2 separate regions of the Mus musculus genome follow, and region 1 is linked to region 2. Evidence: chromatin contacts called from public HiChIP or PLAC-seq data. All regions are on one chromosome and are shown on one strand. The core of a region is the stretch at or near the end of the contact, and the rest is flanking DNA. Distances in the headings are between cores, read along the strand shown. Region 1 holds the start of Abca9 (ATP-binding cassette, sub-family A (ABC1), member 9). Region 2 overlaps Prkar1a (protein kinase, cAMP dependent regulatory, type I, alpha).

Region 1 (4,017 bases), core at 42-2,541, 500 kb before region 2:
CTCCCCCCTTGATCACTAATTGAGAAAATGCCTTACAGTTGGATCTCATGGAGGCATTTCCTCAACTGAAGCTCCTTTCTCTGTGATAACTCCAGCTGTGTCAAGTTGACACAAAACTAGCCAATACAGAAACAATCAGAGAACTTGTTACAGACTATGAGTTCAGTATGCTTGTACAGACTTGGAAAAGTAGTTTCTGGATCTAATATAATTAGCAAATGGGTAAAAAGGCTTGAGACGATTGAAGGGATATTTACTATCTGTGTGATGCTTTGCCTTCCATGTACACATATATTCATGATGTGGTCATTGTCTGCTCTAAACACTTGATAACACGGCAAACAGGACATATCGAAAACGAGTGGTTGGACACAGAGCAACTTGCTTCCTGGAACCGGAGGCTAACATTAATATAACAATCTCTTCCTCCCCTTTCTCCCTCTCTCTTTCTCTCTTCCTCCTCCTGCCCCACCTCTCACTTTTGGAGCCAGGTACATAGCAAACGCGTATGCATTCAGATAAAGTCCAGAAGACAACTTTGGCCCTTGGCTATTATCCTTAGAAATATTGTCCGTCCGCCCACCTCCTTAGAGACAAAGTCTCCTATTGGTCTGGACCACAAAGCTCACTAATAAGGCTAAACGGGTTAGCAGCCAGCTCCAGGGATCCTCCTGTCTCCCCCCACCCCCACCCCCAGCATCACTGAGAATTTATCCCCCAAGCCAACATCCCTGACATTTTTACGTGGTATCTGGGAATCGAACTCAGTTCCTTATGCGTGCTAGGTTAGTGCTCTATTTGGTGAGCAGTCTCCCCAGGCTGAGAATACAATCTCTCTGTCAATATTATGCTTTCTATCATAAGAACCACGGTGCAGGCAGCATGCACGCAGTGCTACTGAGGTATGGGTAAAAATTCAGATGCACGCTCTTACACTGAAAACAGCCACATTGCTTCGTTGCCACGTGTAGATTCAGCTTTTAAAAAAGATCCAGGAGAGGTTTTGAGAATAGCATCTGACCTGACTTGTATGTTTGCTTCTGTAATTTAGGAAATTCTTTTCTGCTCCATCTTCTCTGAGCTGGCCTGTATACTATTTTTGTTTAAAGTACTCTTGAGAATCCACTCTTCTGTTAGGGGTTTAATCCAAAGGGGGTGGGGGGATTAAAGCCTAGCTTCTTCCTGGTTTGATAGTTGCTAACGTTTCAATATGTCAAGCCAACCATCTGCAACCACAGGATCCCTGCTGAGGAACTGGCGGGAGGCAGAGAAAGGAAAAACAGTGGAGGAGTGTGAGCAGAGCTTTTGGCAGCCAGTCTGAACCCTCAGAAGAATTCTCTTCAGAAACCAGAGTAAAACAGAACCAACCGTCCACGATAAGGAAAATCAAAATCAACATGTAGCAGTGACTCGAAAGAAGAAACGGGACTTCTCCTCCGGGACAAAGATCTGTGGATGGACTTCTAGAAGATTCTTGCTTCGGCTTCCTCAGAGTAAGTTAACCTCTAGACTGTGGTTGCTAGCACTTCAATGTGAGAGACAAGCAGAGACAGAAAAAGTGTGGCAAACATTCCGGAGAAAGTCGCCAAGTGTAGGAAGTTACTAGTAAGTTGTTTTGATTTTTCAAGTCTTTGAGTATTTTATACTGGGTGGCTGAATAGTAGTTAGAAAACTAAGAACTTTCGGTTTTACCCCATGGTTAAAGCATTTTGCATAAACAGCACATATCACAGAACAGGCAAGTGGGTAAATGGAAAGGAATGTAGCTTGCTTGCCTCTTGCTGTTTTCGAAGTTATTTGGATTGCTCTGTGTGTGTGTGTGTGTGTGTGTGTGTGTGTGTGTGTGTGTGTGTTCAGTTTTACTGCCAGAGGAATGTCAACATCAGGATACCAGATTTTATGAATTCTGGGTTGTTTTAACCAACTTTGAGAGCATTTGAGAAAACACTCAACTGACCCTCTTTATCATAGTAAATATATAAGAAGATCTTGAGATGCACGCGTTCTCTGCGTTCTCTGAGTAATGTGAATACCATCTGATTGGGAAGTGACTGGCTCGTAACAACCAATTTATTATTTTTAAATCATGCAATTTTTGCTATTCAGAGCAATTTACGCTAGCTAGGTATTTTATCTTTCTAGAGAAAAATGCATTTTACAAGAACATGTGTAATGTTACAATGTTAATGTCTTAACAGCCAGGAACAAATGATTTAATGCATGGCAATTAGATTATATAACCACATTTACTTATTAATATTTTCCTGCATGTATATTCTTAATTATCTAAGAAAGAAGAGTTGCCACTTGGAAAATATATCTTTATGCTTTTAGATACCAAGGCTTGCCACAGTATCAGTTTCTTAGTTGGAAATATAGTTTAGTATACATTGCAGTGTCCAACTGTAACAGCTTGGAGATCAATTATATAGTTGGTAACAATATTTATACATCTATATAGCTGGTAGCTAGAAGAAATATGAAATTATCCAGAATTTCTATTTTTTATCCCTTGGATTTATAAATGATTGACCTGTGGTAATTTTTTAGTGGCTTTTCCAAGAGTTTTTCAAACTTCAATTATAAAAGATCAATAGAGGGGTGAGTTAACCATGGTTTTGAGTTCCTGACATACAAAGCTCCTCTCTCTTTTTTTGTTGTTGTTTATTTAATTTGACTTATAAGTCCCATTTCATATCTGACCTTCATCGTTATTTCCCACAAATGATAATGACAATTATAACTAATGATAATCTTTTTAAAATTGTATTTGATAATGATCTTTTTTTTATTCCAGGGTGTATTGAGAAACATGTATTGCTCATAGTGTGAATTCATATAAATTATACTGCTATATCATTCAAGTTTTTTTTTAAAAAACATGATTTAATTGATACTATATCCTTAAAGATTTCTTAGGTTGAGCAATGGGTGTCAATGCAACTCTTCTAATTCCTACAGAGTGACATTTGTAAAAATGCACTCTCTCATGCCCTGCTAGCATGATTTATGTGTGCAAGCATCTTAGTACAGGTCCCTGAGTAAGGATACAGACCCAGAAGCAGCAGTGACTGACTGTTGGAATTCTGCTGAGTAGCAATCATAATTAGTAATAACTAACTTAATGAGCAGGGTACACAACCTATACAAATCTCTGAGAGCTTGGCTGCATCAGCATGTGACATTGTTAAAGTCTCCGAGAAGTCACTCCATAGAAGAAAAGACTCTCTTTCAATTATTTCCCCTTTTTAATTTTTTTCAATAGATTTGCCAACTTCTCTTTCCCCCCTTTCTTCCCTCTGTTTTCTATGTGTGGCATCCTTCCTCTTTAGGCACGTAACTAGGACCAGTTGTTAAGCTGTTTCTTTCTGGTTTGATTGCACAACATTTTTCTATTTCAGACTTTCACATCTACTTCCTTGATGTCCTTTAACAAAACAAACAAGTCAAAATGAGGAAGAGACACTTGAGACTGGGTCAGCAAATGTGGGCGCTTCTCTGCAAGAACTGGCTCAGAAAGTTCAGGATGAGAAGAGAGACCCTCCTGGTATGGTTCCACATCTGCCTGTTCTCGTAGTTAGTAAAAGGGAAAGGATATCTTCTCAGGGATACCAAGATAATTGTGAACCAGTGCTTTTTAATATGCCACAGATATAACTAACAGGCTTGAACTTTTCAAGTCCTGGGCTTTGCCACTATTTTATTTCAAACAAAAACTTTAAATATGTAACATTATATCTCTTCCTAGAAATTTTTTTCAAAGAACTCATATTGAGAAATGCCCTGTAAAATGAAGCTGTGTCTTTATACTACAGAGTTAATAATTAACATCTGGGTTAATTAGGGCCTCATGAAGGCACAGACACTGAAGTTTAGGGCAACATCAAAGAGGCTAACTTCAGTCCATAATTACTTCAGAATGTAACCCAAGGGTAAAAAAAAAAAAAAAAAAAAAAAAAAAAACCCACCAAAAAACCTTTCACAGTGACCTACTATTGGAAGTCTCCCATTTTTCTG
Region 2 (4,240 bases), core at 279-2,778:
GAATACAATAATCTCAGCCAGGTCACTCCCAGAAATACTAAGGGTAAGACTGCTCAGTTAGGGGGCACACTCCAATCTGAAGAATATTATCAACTGAGGAATTGGCAACCGAGAGCCGTGTGGCTCGCAAGTGGGTGGGGTGCTTGCCTCTCAGGTTCAACCCCCCAGCATCACACATCCGGTAACGCCAGCACTCAGGAGAAGCTGAAGTTCAGAGACACTCTTGAGCTACACAGGGAATTCGAGGCTAGCCTGGGCTGCGTGAGGAAGTGACACCATGTATGTCAAAACCAAGAGCCAGACACAAAAGGGGGAGCTGGTGGAAGATTAGGGTCGCATGGCTTCATCAGATCAAATCACTTTATTGTCTGATAAAAGCCAGAGGATCAAAAAATATGGAGGGGAGGAAGAAAAGACATCACTACAAGGGACAAATCCAGAACCAGCAATGTCACTCAGACTTGTGCATATGTCCAAGGACAGACAGGATGACTGAGAACAGGTAGTATTGTTTTGGTCTTCTGAGATTGGAGTTCATGTACACCAGGCTGGCCCTGAATTCTTGATTCTCCCGCCTCTACTTCCCAAGTGCCTGGATTAAGGCACGAGTCACCATGCTGGTCTTGTAGTGGATGGTTCTGATTCATCCTAGCACCCCACGTTATGGGCACACAACCCCAGAACCCAGTTTGCGAAATAACCTTGCCTCTATTCACCCTAGAGCCTTGCCAGTCCCAGACACTACCCTGCAAGACATAGGTCTGCAACCCTCACGAGCATGCCCCTCCTCCAATGTGTAAGGATGAGAACTATAGCTCTCAAGAGACAAAACCACATCATCTTGTGGTTTAGACTTCTTCCAAAATGTATAGCATCACACCCATTTGTGAAGTCAAATTTGCTGGGTGCTGTGACTCATTCCAGCAAATCCCCACCCTTGAGTGGCTGAAACAAAGAGTGTAGAGTTGAAGGCTGGGCTGGGCTGGGCTGGGCTGGGCTACAGGAGAAAAAACAGCAAAGTCAACTCTTTACCAGAGAAAACTGGTTCTAAAGACTTCCCTCTCAAGAAGGCCCTTTTGTGAGGCGCAGCTTCCTGCAGCAACATCAACTGTTTCTTCTCTTCTCCCATGTCTGGGAAGCACAAGGAAGCCACACTGAAGATTGGGGGCTGGGGGGGACAGGCACTGTCAGATCAAAGAAAGGATGGTTTGGGGCTCTCAGCCAGCCTGGCTCGGGCGAGCTGCAGTCCATCTCCAACATGGCCTCCCTGATGCAGACCAGTCTCTCGAGACTCTGAAATCTGCTTTACATTTCAAAACCAAAGTAACTCGGCTTGATTCTATGATGGATAACTATATAGGCTACTTTTAACTATCTGTTTTTCTAACAACAACAACATAAAGCTAAGAGCAGCATTTTTCAAAAGCACCAGAAGACAAAAACATTCCATTCTCAGAGTGTGGAGTTCTTACAGCTTACGCACTCTGAATCATTGCTCAACTTCCCATGGGGAAAAAAAATATTCTGAGTCTATGTGAAAACTTTCCATGTTACCACTGGCAAGCAAATAAAAAAACCAAGACTGTGTGAACTGGTAGGGATCAGTTTGGAGGGATATGCCACAGCATTCTCCAAATGCTGGACCTATCTAAGGATAAGTCAATTCTCTTATAGGGAGCAATTCTGTCCTATTAAACTCCTGGCCTCTTAACTGGTAAATTATTACTGCCCCTAGGAGAAGTATGAGGTCAGGTTCTTAGGATTCTCTAGTCTAACTTCACTGACCCATTACTACAGAATCTCATCTTGTGTGGTAAAGATCATGTCTTTACATTGCTGGTTCTTTAACACTGCATCTGTCTACTGCTGCACGTTCACAGTAAGAGACAGCTTTCTCAAACTCAGGAACGCGAGTCAGCCCATGAGCACTATCCTGGGAGGCCTTCTAAATACCGAGTGACCTCATCAACAGCAGGCACGAGGGCCCCCACACAAGCGTGGTGCAGGAGGCCCCCAGGTGACATGGCCACAGATGAGGTGAGGCAGACCTCACTCAGCCTCGGGTGGGAAGGCAAGGGATAATCACGTTTTTCTCTGCGAGTGCAGCTCAGGTCCCAGAGGGCTTCTGGTGTGGCAGTCTCGGGGTCACACTTACATTGTACCAAGTAGGGAGACACGCAAATGCAGGATCTGCAGACTGAGAAACAGCTGCGACTCATCTGAGGTTGGCAAAGCTGAGCATAAAGAAAAAGCTCTCCATCTAGTGGTGACTTTTTTAAAATCACAAAGCTACTTCTTGTTCTTACAGGGACTCATGATGATGTCACAGTTCTAAAGTTATGCCAAGAAACAAATTTTAGCTGTGTATGTACACAAAAATGATGGTTTCTACAGAAATACCCCAAATGTAAGAAGGGAGAGATTTGTGTTTCCCCTTGGCAGATGTGATGGAGGGCAAATTAAATGGTTAGCATGGTTTTGGTCCACCCGGAAGTGCACTGGCAGGGCTTTGCCAAAGTTCACAAAGGGTCCAAATCTTTGAGGTTGGAGACAAAGTGACGCCACTGCCATTGTGCTAATTCAATTTCAGAATGTCAACACAACAGTAAACTGCATCCTGGGCCAAGTTTTAAAAGAAGGACATGCAGCTGGTGAGAGGAAGGGACTTCTGAACCTGGCCAGGCAGAGCTTAAGCAGCAGAACTCAGCCACTCTCCAGCACTAACTCCAGCTTCCCTGCGTGTGAAGATCCCAGTTATCACCAGAGTAACTCATGTGCTCACTCTTCAAACTCCAGGAAGAAACAGAAACAAATCTTGATGTGTAAGATCCTCAAGCAGCTACAGGTGGATCTTGTAAAACCAGGAGTCCAATCCAGTCTGTGAAGCCCTAAGGCACACAGACAGGTCTGTCCTGTGAAAACAACGCCATGGCTTTGGACAGAACCTTCCCCTTCCAGAGCTTGTTAGTGAGTCTGTCCCACACCCATAAAAGCAAGGTTTTGAAATCCACCCTTTGACAAACTGAATTGGAATGTATTTTAAAAAAAAATAAATACATTACTTTTTCAAAATTCTAATCCCAAAATTCACTTTCATTCTTTCCCACTGAAATTTTGGGGAAAAACAGAGGAAGAAAAGGAAGAAAGGAAGAAAAACTGATTCGTTTAAGAATTTAAATTATTTCATCTTTTTTATTCTGTGACCTACCATTGAGACAGTCTGTAACAAAAGAACAGCGATTAGATTAGCACAGAGTATATCAGACTAGTGTCCAGGAAACAGCAACTGTCCCTTTGGCCAGCTCTGCTTTCTCAGCAGATTGCTTAAATTCGCCCACCCATCCAGAGACAATGGTGCCAAGAGTCCACAAAGACACAGTATGCCAACCACGACTTCTGACTGATATTTAAATTGCACAAAGATAAAGCTTTAAATGTGGTAATTTTTAAATTTAGACTTATCTTGAAAAGTCTAAGAGTAAAACGACAAAAGGGCGTAACTTGTAAGCTAGCATGGAACTCTTAGAAAGCAGGTGTTTATCTCCGTACAGACCAAGGGGGTATATACACATGAAATGCATTTTATGGCGTTCTACATCATTCACATACATACATTTTTGGCATTTAAACAAATATCAAATTAAGCTTTAAGCTAGTAACATAATTTTTATTTTTTTAAATATAAAAAAAGATAGCCAACCACAAAGTAAGTACAGAAAACCCTCATTTAATATAGATTATGGAAGTTTTAGATATGGCAACAAGGTAGCTTTCTATCCCATGCTAAAACCTAAATGAAACTTTTTCCCAAATTAGTAACAATCTAGAAGCTTTTCAATCTACCAAGAAAAAAATCTACCATAACCAACAATTTAAGTTAACTGGGAAAGGGAGGGAGGGAATTATTAATCAGAACCACTTGCACACACATGAAAACGCAGTCACTCCCAAATAGAACCCGACATTATACAGAAATCACAAGATAAGTGTGCCTCGTTACGAACTGTGAATTTTGTTTAAAAAATAACAGTAATAAAAATAAACTGTTGGGTTATCACTGGAATAATGTAACACATAAGGCTGGAAAATACTGAAATACAGTCAAGAACACAAGTTTACTTTAAACACACACACACAAACAAAAAACAATAAAGAAAGTTTACCAGAGAAATTCAAGGTTAGACAGGAAAAGGCAGGACTCAGCGGGGTGGCCTTTCAGACCACAACACGGTCACACCCC

What was found. HiChIP or PLAC-seq counts read pairs in DNA pulled down with a chosen protein or histone mark.
Region 1: a contact with region 2 is called in an H3K27ac HiChIP or PLAC-seq map of the NIH/3T3 cell line, with 5 times the contacts expected there. The contact joins the promoter of Abca9 here to the enhancer-like site in region 2. A contact is called at or near these places in 9 of 39 promoter capture datasets (the 3T3-L1 cell line, the C10 cell line, cranial neural crest and 5 more), 2 of 484 Hi-C or Micro-C datasets (bone marrow-derived macrophages and uterus), 4 of 115 datasets of contacts at active chromatin or transcription factors (the NIH/3T3 cell line, embryonic stem cells, heart atrium and 1 more) and 1 of 9 other capture datasets (liver).

What each region holds. Positions count from the first base shown.
Region 1 is chr11:110,165,427-110,169,443 of GRCm38.p6, reverse strand. It overlaps Abca9 (ATP-binding cassette, sub-family A (ABC1), member 9), which reads left to right and starts at 1,291. Exons shown (of 39, transcript NM_147220.2): 1 at 1,291-1,493; 2 at 3,402-3,547. The coding sequence starts at 3,452.
Region 2 is chr11:109,668,584-109,672,823 of GRCm38.p6, reverse strand. Prkar1a (protein kinase, cAMP dependent regulatory, type I, alpha) reads right to left here. Exons shown (of 11, transcript NM_001373913.1): 11 at 3,161-4,240. It also overlaps a transcript of Fam20a not described here. Among named protein-coding and RNA genes, the nearest start is that of Gm39443, 17 kb to the right of the region's middle. Within about 2 kb of position 1,528, at least 158 of the 459 cell types and tissues checked have an H3K27ac peak or open chromatin away from gene starts, as enhancers often do. A contact at or near this core is called in the NIH/3T3 cell line, bone marrow-derived macrophages, embryonic stem cells and 3 more, where this site is marked.